Linked DNA regions of Mus musculus: region 1 is linked to region 2. Evidence: chromatin contacts called from public promoter capture Hi-C data. All regions are on one chromosome and are shown on one strand. Each heading gives the region's core, a stretch centred on a gene start, on an enhancer-like site or on the middle of the called end of the contact. The rest is flanking DNA. Distances are from core to core; before and after follow the strand shown.

Region 1 (5,690 bases), core at 3,054-5,553, 1.9 Mb after region 2:
ACAACATTGTCCAGGCTGGCCTTGAGTTCATATTTATGCCTCCTGCCTCAGCCTCCCGAGTAGCTCAGAGTATAAAAGTCTACGCCACCATGTCCAGACAGCTCAGTTAACGGTAAGAGGATGGGATAAAGGCAGACAAAGTATGAGGGAAAGGGATGCTGTGACTTCTGCTGGGCCAGGGTGTGAAGCTGTGGGTTTCAGATCCTGATAGGCTGGGAGTAGAAAATAAACCAGAGGGCTGGTGAGATGGCTCAGCGGTTAAGAGCACTGACTGCTCTTCCAAAGGTCCCGAGTTCAAATCCCAGCAACCACATGGTGGCTCACAACCATCCGTAATGAGATCTGACACCCTCTTCTGGTGTGTCTGAAGACAACTACAGTGTACTTACATATAATAAATAAGTAAATCTTTAAAAAGAAAAGAAAAGAAAAGAAAAGAAAAGAAACCAGAGAAAAGAAGGTAGGTATCTCAGAGGAAATGAGCCTGGATTCACATGTGTGGTGAGGGCCTGTGATGCTGGAGAAAAACGAATCAAGAAATCAGATGAAGATAATGCAAGTCTTAAGTCAGACAGGGGAAATCAGCCATAACAGGTGGATTGTAAACATAACTAAAAATAAATAAGTCATAAAGTCAGATGGATTCTGAACAATGAAATAACTTAAACAGAAGGATTACATGCAACAAAGAGACAGCCACGTCCGGTGGTGTACCTGCTGTAATCCTAGCCCTTCAACGGGCAGGAAGATCAGAGCTTTAAGGCCATTCTTGGAGGGGGCTGGAGAGATGGCTCAGCGGTTAAGAGCTCAATCCCAGCAACCACATGGTGGTAATGAGATCTGACACCCTCTTCTGGAGTGTCTTACATACACTACAGTGTACTTACATATAATGATAAATAAATCTTAAAAAAAAAAAAAGGAACACAGTAAAAATAAAATAAAATAAATAAGACCATTCTTGGCTATAGAAGAAGGTTGAAACCAGTTTGGGCTACATGAGACCCTGTGTCAGAGAGAGGTGGAGGGCTGGAGACACAGCTCAGTGGTTAAGAGCTTTTGCTCCTCTTCCAGAGGCTCAGTTCCCAGTACTCAAATGACAGCTCACAACCTATATCTCCAGATCCATCTCTTCTGAATATACAAACACACAGGCCTCAGGCAGTGGCACAGGGTTTTAATCCCAGTACTCTGGAGGCAAAGGCAAGTGGATGTCTGTGAGTTCAAGGCCAGCCAGGTCTACTGTAGTGTATGTAGAGTGAGTTCCAAGACAGTCAATGCTACATGAAGAAGTGCTATCTTAAAAAAAAAAATCAAAAAACCAAAACTAACCAAAGTTAAAAACAACAACAACAAAAAATACCCCACAGGCAAAATTCATACCCATAAAATAAATATAAACAATTTTTAAAAAGAGCATTCATTAAAAATTGAACTGTTTACAACACATTAAAGCACACATTGCTAACATGATATAGTGTTTTGCAATCCAAGCACTATTCACTCACTTCTCAAAGCTGAAGGGACAGAATGCCATCTCTTGCAGAAGAAAATCAGAGCCAAGAAAGACAAGAGAATCCAAATCACACCAGCATTGGGATATAGGTTGTTTTTGCTACCTTCAGAGTAACTTGGAGTTACTTGCCATGCATCTAGCTACTCAACAGAACCCCTGACCCCACACTACCCATCTGCCCTGGGACTGGCAAGTGGAAGCCTCACCTCTTTCTACACAAAGTGGTAAGGAATGGACTGAGAGCCAAGATAGATAGAGGTAACCTGCGAGGCACAGTCTGCCTCCAGGGAAGGCTCCCAAGATGGGCTACTGGTTGTACTTACCTGTCCTTGGCTCACCTGTGTGTAAGTCACTCTTGGTAACACCTACACATGAGAAAAGAAGAGAGCAGCTGGGGACTTCGTGTTGGGTGTGAAGAAGGGGACAACCAGCCCCAAGCCCTGGGCTGAGATGAAGACGCTGGAGACTGAGGGCAGGAGAAACCACAGATGTCCCAATCGGGCGACCACCGAGGGTGCAGCGAGGCCGTTCAAACCCTTCTCGTCCTCGGCCCTACAGGGTTCCTACCTGTGGAGGCACAGGCCACAGGCCTTCAGGACAAGGGGTTCCTGCCTCCTCCGCCGGCTCAGCCACCACCTGTGGGTCCAAGGCGAAGAGCTGGGCGTTGGCCTCTGCGAGGGCCCCGCCCTTTCGGTTCTAGGAGTAGAGGCGCGGACGGATGGAGGGGCCTCCGAATCCCCTCGCGCGCGCCACTCTTTCCAGGACAAAGTTGAAGCAAAGCGCTTTGAGATTCCCCCGGCCAAGACCTTACCCGGAGCCGGTCGCCTTACCTCGCGAAGGCTCAGGAGCCCCACCAGGGCTACCAGAAGCAACCGGGGCGGAGGTGGAGGAGGATGAACCATTTCAGCTGGGCCAGCAGTCCCGCCAACCAACTAGCTGCAGCGCCACTCGCTCGCGCGCGCCCGCGACCCCGCGCCGCTCGCGCGCCCACGTAGACCGCGGCTCGCGCACTGCCTTGCTCCCTCCTCGCCCGGCCTCGTGCCCCGCCCCCCCTACCGCCAGGCCCGCCCCCGCCCCGCCCCGCCTCGCCTACCGCCAGGCCCGCCCCCGCCCCGCCCCGCCTACCGCCAGGCCCGCCCCTGCCCGCCTCCAGGCCGGCGCACGCGTCCTGAACCCAAAGCCGGAAAAGTTAGTCGCCAAGGATCTCCTGGTCTCCAAGCCCATGGAACCACCTCCCTCGGCCGAGATGCGTCCCGGAGCGTTTGTGCGACCATCAGAGCGCAACTGTATCGCCTGAGTAGAATCTTGGAACCCCGCAAAGGGCAGGAAGTGAGATCCTTAAGGACCGGGTGACCCAGGTGGAGACTTGTGTGCTCTTTTGGCAAACCCGCTCAACACGGAATTATGAAATCCTAGCTGTCCCAGAGAGAAGGTCCCGGCTCTAGCGCTTCACCTTCACGTTGCTCCAGTCCTGCTCTCGCTAATAATAAGAACTGAGCCCCGAGCTGTTTTGGGAGGGTCTTAGGCCCAGAAGCCTTAAGAAGCCAGAGCTTTCTTGATTCCCGCTCTCCTTTGCCCAAGGAAACACTGGTCCGAGGAGCTACAGTGCTCAGCTCGGCCTCCCTTGCAAGGGAGCGCTGCAAAGGAAATCCAGCTAAGGATTGACGCCCAATCAAAAGTTTGAAACAGGCCTGCGAGATGGCTCAGTGGGAAACGGTGCTGGCCGCCAGCCTGACGACCAGAGTTTAATCTGTGGACCTAAGTGATTGAAGGAGGGACCTGATTCCCACAGATTGTCCTCTGACCTAGACACACACACATACACACACCCCTAAACAAATCTTTTTAGGTTTGAAATACATCAAAAAATAGTTATTTCAGGCCTCTCCCATGTGCCCGGACTTATTTCACCCACCCCTGCAGAAATGACCAGATGTTGATCTGACCTAAAGAACCACACTTCTCTCTACCAAAGCCCCACCGCGGGGCTAAGCATCCCTTAATCCTCTCCCTCAACATATTCGGCCAGACTCGAGCCTCTTTCCTTTCCTACAGTCCTTCTTGATAAGTAGTGGAGACGCCTAACTCTTGGAAAGCGTCCTTGGGGGTGGGCTGGGAAGGCCACAAGTGTCTACCGGCTAGTGCCCGGATGCCCTCCAGAGAAACGACAGCCACCTCCCTCAAACTCGTGGTCAGGGTCAGATGCTTCAGTCTGCCTCTGGCCAGGTGCAGAGTCCCAGCCCTACTGAGTTATCGCCCAGTTGCTGGTCCTGGCTGGGCGGCAGGGCCAGGCGAAGGAGAGAGAGATAACACGTCTCTAGCTGCAAAGGCAGCAGCGAGTGGGGAAAGTGAAGCCAGCGAGGGATCAGCGCTTTGCTCCCTTCTTGCTTTTTTGCTACTCCTCAATAGCGGATCCTGAGGGTGCAGTGACCCAGGGTCTCCCCTGGAGCCAGACTTCATTGAGGGCAAGGGTAGAAGCAGGCACCTCCCGTTCACCCAGGCCTCCAGCCTCACCCCCTCCCCAATCCTTTCCTAGCACTCCTTGTTCCGCTCTCTCTGGTTGGCCCTCAGGTCCTCGCTCCCGCTTTGTGGCCCGGCTCTCTTTCACCCTCTGCTCCAGCTTGTCGCAATCGCTGTACAAAGGGCTGGGGGCGGGAGTGGGGGGGCGGGCGAGGGGAGCTCGACCCGAACTGGCTGTCTCCTCCTGACCACGACCAATCCGGAGCGCGCGCGCCCTCCTGCTTGGGAGGACTCTTGACAGCCACGGGCGGCCGGGCGGAGCCGCGCGGACAGAACGAGGAGCCCGACGAGAGGACAGCTCCGCTCCCCGCAGCCCAGTGCCTCCCTCCGGGGACTGTCCTGCCAGGCCATGCCTCCGTGGGCGGCCGCTCTAGCGCTGCTACTGGCGGCGCTCGCCTTGCTCCTCCTGCGACCCTGGAAGCGCGCTGTCGGAGCGCGAACCTCAGTCCGGGACCACGAGGAGCAGGAGGTGGCGAGCGGAGGCCCCGCGGATCAGTTCAGCGACCGGCGCGAAGCGCTCCCCGGAGGCTGCAGCCTCATTTGCAAGCCGTCGGCGCTGGCCCAGTGCCTGCTGCGCGCTCTGCGACGCTCGGCGGCGCTGGAACCCAGCCCCCGCTCCTGGCTGTCGGGACCCCACCTGCAAACCTTCTGCCACTTCATCCTGCCAGTCGGGCCCGGGCCTGAGCTAGCCCGTGAGTACCTGCAGCTGGCAGATGATGGGCTGGTGGCTCTGGATTGGGTCATAGGACCTTGTGCCAGGGGCCGCCGGGTCACCAACCCTGGGAGCCTCCCTCCAGTGCTGTTGGTAATCCCCAATGCATGGGGACGCCTCACTCGCAATGTACTGGGGCTCTGCCTGCTCGCCCTGGAGCGCGGCTACTACCCGGTCATCTTCCATCGCCGCGGCCACCACGGTTGCCCGCTAGTCAGCCCCAGACTACAGCCTTTCGGGGACCCGTCCGACCTCAAGGAGGCGGTGACTTACATTCGCTTCCGACACCCGGCGGCCCCCCTGTTCGCGGTGAGCGAGGGTTCAGGGTCCGCGCTGCTGCTGTCCTACTTGGGGGAGTGTGGCTCCTCCAGCTATGTGACTGGCGCCGCCTGCATCTCGCCAGTGCTACGCTGTCGCGAGTGGTTCGAGGCTGGCTTGCCTTGGCCCTATGAACGTGGGTTCTTGCTGCACCAGAAAATCTCTCTCAGCAGGTGGGTAACGGGAACAGAAGTCTACAGCTCTGCCTGGTATGGGAACAGAGCTTTGTGGGTAGGTTGGGGCAAAGTTCTCACGAGGTTTCCAAAGCTGTTCAAACCCTATAATTGACATAGAGCCAGGAAAGTGGGTTTCAAAGCCATATTAGCCCCAGGGCCTCCGTTAGGGCCCCATCAGTTCATCTCAGTCGCAGGTGTCCTAGCAACCGGTGGTCAGCAGAGGCCTGCACCTGGCATTTACCACTTAGTCCATAGCTAGATAGGTCAACAAACAGGGCTCTGGAAGCAATTGCGGCCGATTATCTGTCCAGAATATTTACCTTCAGGCTCTGAGCCAGGAGGTGGCAGGAATGAGAGATGTACAGTCTTTGGTTTTTTTAAATCCTTCAATCTGACAGATGTTTTACATATTTCTAGGTGAGTACACAACACTTATTCCTGTGTTTGT
Region 2 (5,676 bases), core at 3,030-5,529:
TGGTTAATATTCTTAGAAATCTTGGCTTCTCAGCCCTCCTGTTGCCCACTCTGTCTGGATCTCTCTGTAGAGCCTACAAGACCCCACCACTGCCCAGCTGGAGAACTGTCCAGTATGGCCTGTTGACACCATTCAGACCCCACAGGAGCGCTGTATGTCCGTGCTCCTTTTCCCTTTTGGGCTGGTGCTGCCACTCAGCAATAATCCTCTCTGTGCTTTCTTAGACCCCTGTCCTCTGTGAGGCTGGCTAGGATGCAAGAGTCCTGGTCTTTTCATGCTGCACAAACAAGCATGCAAAAAGCTTTTTATCCCTAGCAAAACATGTACCTTCCTGTTTCTAATCACTGGACAAGAATTTGCAGATAAAGAACTCAGCTCATCCTGCCCCACACTGAGTTCTGTCCTGGACAATCAAAAGCAAGCCGTGACTGTAGCCTGGAACAGTTAGCACAGCAGGCTGGGGAAGCCCAGGCTCCAAGGGAGTGGAAGCTGCAAAGCACTGGCTTTTCTAGATGGGCAGAAACTGAGGATGCCTTTCTGGTGGGAGAGTGGGATAGAATTGTGTCACCTGACATTTCCCAAGCCTTCTTCAGTCAGTCAGCCCAGTGTGTAGTGATCCAAGCCCATGATTGCCAGGGTACCTGTTAGAGACCAAATCTCTACTAGGGGAGTGAGAAGTAGGATGGATCGTTCTCCTTGTTTTTGTCTGTGTTGGCCTTACTCATTTCTAAGTGCAATAAGGCAGTGTCTCAGGGACTGCACCTGTGACATCCTGACTGGATGCTTCCCTGTGGTCCTCCTGGAATAAGGGTAGACAGATTTGGGCCCCTCAGCATGGTTAGCTCTGACCTTCCTTGAGGTTCTTTTAAGACCAGGAGATGTCTGGTTACTGACACCTTTCAAGGTATTAGTCTCCTCACCTTGTAGAGTCTTTAGGCATGCACTTGGGGCATCTTGGTGATTAGCATATCAGCTGCTAGTAGCATGGGAAAGTTGGAGAAGAGGCATTCCTAATGGAAATGGAAAAAACATAAATGTTCTCATATAAGCTCTGTATTACCTATCAAATCCTATTTGTGCTTAAAGATCTTCCTTCAGTAACTAGGTTAAAGTTCAGATGTGTTATCTTGAGAGAAGTTGATAGTCTACGCAGATAGTTTACATGATATGAGGGTCAAAAGATATTTGTCTCCTTCAGCACTTCATAAGATCTATACATATCAGTCACATTGGCCTCAATCCTGGCCTGCTCTTACCTGCCTTGCGCCCCTGCTGTTGCCCACATTTGAAAGCATCCAAATGATCCGAACTAGAATTTCCTGAGACCAGCCTGGATTTAGGGCTCCTGCCCACATAAACACAAAGGAGGAATGTCCCTGTCTTGTTCCATCCCCATGGGTGGTGTTGCTGCTGGACAAGTGTTGGCTTTTAAGTATCCCCTTTTTTTACCCACCCCCAAAATTAACTAGCACTCAAGAGGGCTGGTGATGAAAGGCTCACCTCTGGTGAGAATCCCTGAGAGTGCGACATGCTTCTTCAGACTGGCTGCTTCCATTACATTTCCAGGGTCTGCTTTACTCCCAGCGGGAGCAGCAGTGTCTCTGCACAAGGCCTGCTGGGCTCCAGCCTTCTTGTGGAGAGACACTGGGGAGGGACAGGTCAGGGTCACTGCTGTGGGCATGTGTGTATCCTTCCACATTCTTCCTTTCAGTCCCCCCTGGACCTCTGACGTCCTTGGGTTGGTTCTTAGTGCTACTTCTTTTACAGACTACACTTTATAGAACTGATTAGATTTCCTGTTTATTTAATGTGAGTTTGTGCCTTTTTGTCTCAATCTTCCAATACAGGTATATTGGGGGGAAAAAAGCAGTCTAATAAAATCCTAGACAGAGTTTTTTGGAGTCTAGCTTATTGGTGATGTTCCTATGTCCATTTTTCAACTTAGATGTCCTTAAAGCTCCTACTGATATCTCCCCAGTTTATTTACAGGAGAGGATTATGAGAAGATACAGTGGTATTTCTGACATTTTATGTAAATAAAGTATTCCTTGTCCAAAAAAGTCACTTACAGTATGGATTCGGGCTGGGGTATGGTATAGCTCAGTGGTAGTATTTACCTAACAGGCATTAAAAAAAAGGTCAATTAAAATAGTCCCATGTCAGCCGGGCGTGGTGGCTCACGCCTTTACTCCCAGCACTCGGGAGGCAGAGGCAGGCAGATTTCTGAGTTCGAGGCCAGCTTGGTCTACAAAGTGAGTTCCAGGACAGCCAGGGCTATACAGAGAAACCCTGTCTCAAAAAAACAAAAGACAAAAAAAAAATTAGTCCCATGTCAATTCAGTTTTCTTATGCAGCAGTGCACATCTGTAAGCCATTTTTGCTTTTGTCTCTCTTTTACTCTACTAAGCAATACATTTATTTTTTATTCTTAATTTTAAGTCATGGACTTAAAATATTTTATTAGTTTCAGGAGAAAAACAACAGGGCAAGCAAACTGTAAATCTTGGCAACTGCCTGAAAGAAGTCTCCCTTTTGAGCAGTCACATGGTGACAAGGTTGGGTAGAAAGAATGAAAAAACCCAAAGCACCAGGAAGAGCATGCCTGGGCTTCAGAAATAAAGAAGAAAAAAATCATACTCTGGGGGCTGGAGAGATGGCTCGGCGGTTATGTACTGTTCTTTTAGAGGAGCCGAGTTCAATTCCTAGCACCGACATCTCAGTTTACAACTGCCTAGAACTCCAGCTCCAGAGGAACCTGATGCTTCAAGTCTCCCAGACCTGCACTCTGGTGCACATGCTGGCGTGCACGTGCACACACGCACAATAGAAATAAAAAGCTTGTTTAAAGGCATGGTGCCACGGGGTTTTAATCCCAGCCCTTGGAAGGCAGGTGGATCTTTCTGTGTTTGAGGCTAGCTTGGCCTAATGAGAATACTAGACCAGGTTTGTTAATTTCACTGCAAGTGGACGAGGTTAATGTGCACCACTGGCATGCTTAGTACCCAGAGAGGGGAAAGGGCAACTGGAATTAGAATGATTATGGGCCACCGTGTGGGTGAAGGGAATCAAACCCAACTTCAGTGGTCTGTAAGTGCTCTTAACTTGTGAGCCCTCTCCAGTACTTTCAGCTTTATTACTGTGTTTATGGCTACAACTGTGATTCTTGTCTTCCATCCAGGGGTAAAGCTCAGGTGGTTAGTTAGACTTGGTAGAAGTTGTCCCCTTCCCTTCCATTTTGAGAATGAATCACAGCACAGTTCGAATGCCCTGAAACTTTAAGGTAGCCCAAACTGGACTCAAACTTGGAGTAACCAATCTCGGTGAGTTTTGGAAATAACATCACTACACCGGGTTCCAGAACATGTATTTCAGGTAGTGGAGCTTTTGTGGGTTCTTGAGGCATCACTGGGTAGCTGGTACTACAGTGTGCTAAAACAACACTCCCATTTCCCTGGGGGAAGTCATAACTGTAAAAACAACCCCATGCACTATCCCCCCTACCCCTCAAAAATTAAGACCCAGAGATCTAAAGGAAATAATAAATCGAAGTGTCTGGCAAAGTAAACAGTCACCATGAATATACACCAAATAGCAACGGCTTGTTTTTCATTCACTGATAGCTCTCGGGGATCCTAAATTATTTTGCTTTGTATTCAGCAAAACTAGTTTCAAGTTGGGCGTGGTGGTGTAATCTCAGCTGAGGTCGGAAAATCAACTTGGTCTGTATAACAAGCCCCAGTACTTACTAGCAAGACTGTCTCAGATGGAAAAAAAAATTTTTTTAAATGACGATCACCAAGTCACTTAAATGAATGGAAGTGTTCTCTGACCCCTATGAGGGCGCCAAGGAACATGAGAAATTACTTATAGTGTGGGCGAGAGAGGCCGAACAGACTACAGTGAGGCTCCCCATCCTGTCCACTCCCGGTTTCTGAGGGTGGGCAGGCGACAGCGAAGACCGTACGCTGCGGGACGATCACGAAGCAGCCCGAGTCCTCGAGCCGCAGCAACTTCCGCCCTCAACGCTCCTCACGCCCGCGCCCTTGCGCAAAGCAGGCTGGGAATGCGGAGCCTAGGTGGCCCCGCCACCGCCCACTCCCGCGTCCGGGCCGGCGGTATGGCGTCGGGAGTGGATGACATGTAGAGCCCGCCTCTCTGAGCCTGGCTCAGCTCCGCCTCTGGGCGGTTCGCTCTGCTGTAAAGCCCCGCCTCTGTCCTCCAACCGCACCCCAAAACCCTAGACACTCTGGATCCACCTCCTACGGAAGCCGAAGCGCAGTCCGAATCCGGAAGAAAAACAATCCGGAGGGAGCAGTGCTGCTGAGACCGGAGACCAAGGGCTGCTCCGGCTCGCACTAGATGCAGCACGGAGACAGGAACACACCGGGTTACCGCGAGGGAATAATGTCGGCTGTGAGTCTAAGGAGGCCGAGCGCACCGAAAGGCTTTGCACTCAGGTGAGGACGCAGGTGTAGGCCGGTCGGTTCCTGGCGGTTAGCTGTCTTCAGCCCAGTCTGATTTGTGGGGCTGGATTTCAAAACCACAGTAGGATCAAGGCTGCCCTAGTTTAGATACCCGAATTCTGTCAGGCCAGTACTGAAAGGGCTATGTTAGGATTGATGCACGCTCTAAACTTTGGCTGCCGAGTTGGTCACTGCAGATGCTCCCCAAGCAAGTGTCCAGTTGATTCTTGGAGCAGACAGGGTTAGATTGCTAAGGACCAACATTTGCCCCTACAGTTGTAGATTAGAAGTTTTGTTCCTGTTTTTCAGCAGTACATCATGGGGTCTTCTTGATCGGGCTGTGATCTCTAGAAATCCGAAATCAGATTTAGATAAGATCCTTTAGCGAGGTAAAGCCTGGTCTCATGCCCGCTCTTAAATCACGAGGAACACTGCTAATCGTCCAATTGAGCGTAATTCGCGGTGCATGGATTTGTTACTAATCATCAAAGTTGAGGATTGGGATGCCAAATCCCGAGTTTTATTTTTTATCCACTTAGAGTGGGAATACAAGGAGCCACTGAGTAAAGAAACCGGTTACCTGCCGGACAGCAGGGGGAGACTGTAAACAGACAAAATGACAGTCTCTCAGAGGACTTGAGAGGAAGGTTTTTGTATTATTTTGTTTATATTCATAGGGAGAGGCAGGGAGCTGCTTGAAGCTAACCAGGAATTTTTTTGTTTTGTTTTGTTTACAAGTCACACTTTAAGAACAGGCTCTGGTGGAGAAGGAAATGCCCCCCTCCCCTTTTTGGGTGGCTCTGCGGGATCTTGTGCTTCAGTGCCTCGGTATTCTTGGAACTCAGGTTTCATCTGTAGAGTCTGAGCTCCTGCTTGCTCTGTCCTGGAGACAGTCTGGGCTTCTTGGAGTGTTGCTATAGCAACACCCTCACTGAAGGTCTCCCTAAGTCTTCGCTTTTCTGAACTTGTGATGGATGTGGTGGTATTTAAGAGCTGTTGATTATTTCTCCTGATACTGAGACTTGTGGAGAGCGGAGGTTGGAATGTTATGTACCAACTGGCGACTTGTCCCAAGAGAGAGTAGACTCGTGAGACAGATAATAAGAAACCTGTTACTCAGAAACTTGTCCCTAGGCTACGTGAAGGCCTTGGCAGGATTTGTTGTGTGCCAAGGATCTGCAAGGTAGGAGAGGGGAAGGGAATACGCTGTCAG

What was found. Capture Hi-C pulls out chosen DNA fragments and counts their contacts.
Region 1: a promoter capture Hi-C map of liver shows a contact between it and region 2, with 6 times the contacts expected there. The contact joins the promoter of Abhd15 here to the promoter of Inpp5k in region 2. A contact is called at or near these places in 2 of 39 promoter capture datasets (liver and pre-B cells) and 2 of 9 other capture datasets (adipose tissue and liver).

What each region holds. Positions count from the first base shown.
Region 1 is chr11:77,510,814-77,516,503 of GRCm38.p6, forward strand. It overlaps Abhd15 (abhydrolase domain containing 15), which reads left to right and starts at 4,304. Exons shown (of 2, transcript NM_026185.4): 1 at 4,304-5,239. The coding sequence starts at 4,386. Trp53i13 (transformation related protein 53 inducible protein 13) reads right to left here and starts at 2,460. Exons shown (of 7, transcript NM_001024920.1): 1 at 2,347-2,460; 2 at 2,084-2,152; 3 at 1,840-1,881. The coding sequence starts at 2,418.
Region 2 is chr11:75,626,741-75,632,416 of GRCm38.p6, forward strand. Inpp5k (inositol polyphosphate 5-phosphatase K) reads left to right here and starts at 4,280. Exons shown (of 12, transcript NM_008916.2): 1 at 4,280-4,457. The coding sequence starts at 4,360. It overlaps Pitpna (phosphatidylinositol transfer protein, alpha), which reads left to right. Exons shown (of 12, transcript NM_008850.2): 12 at 1-2,064.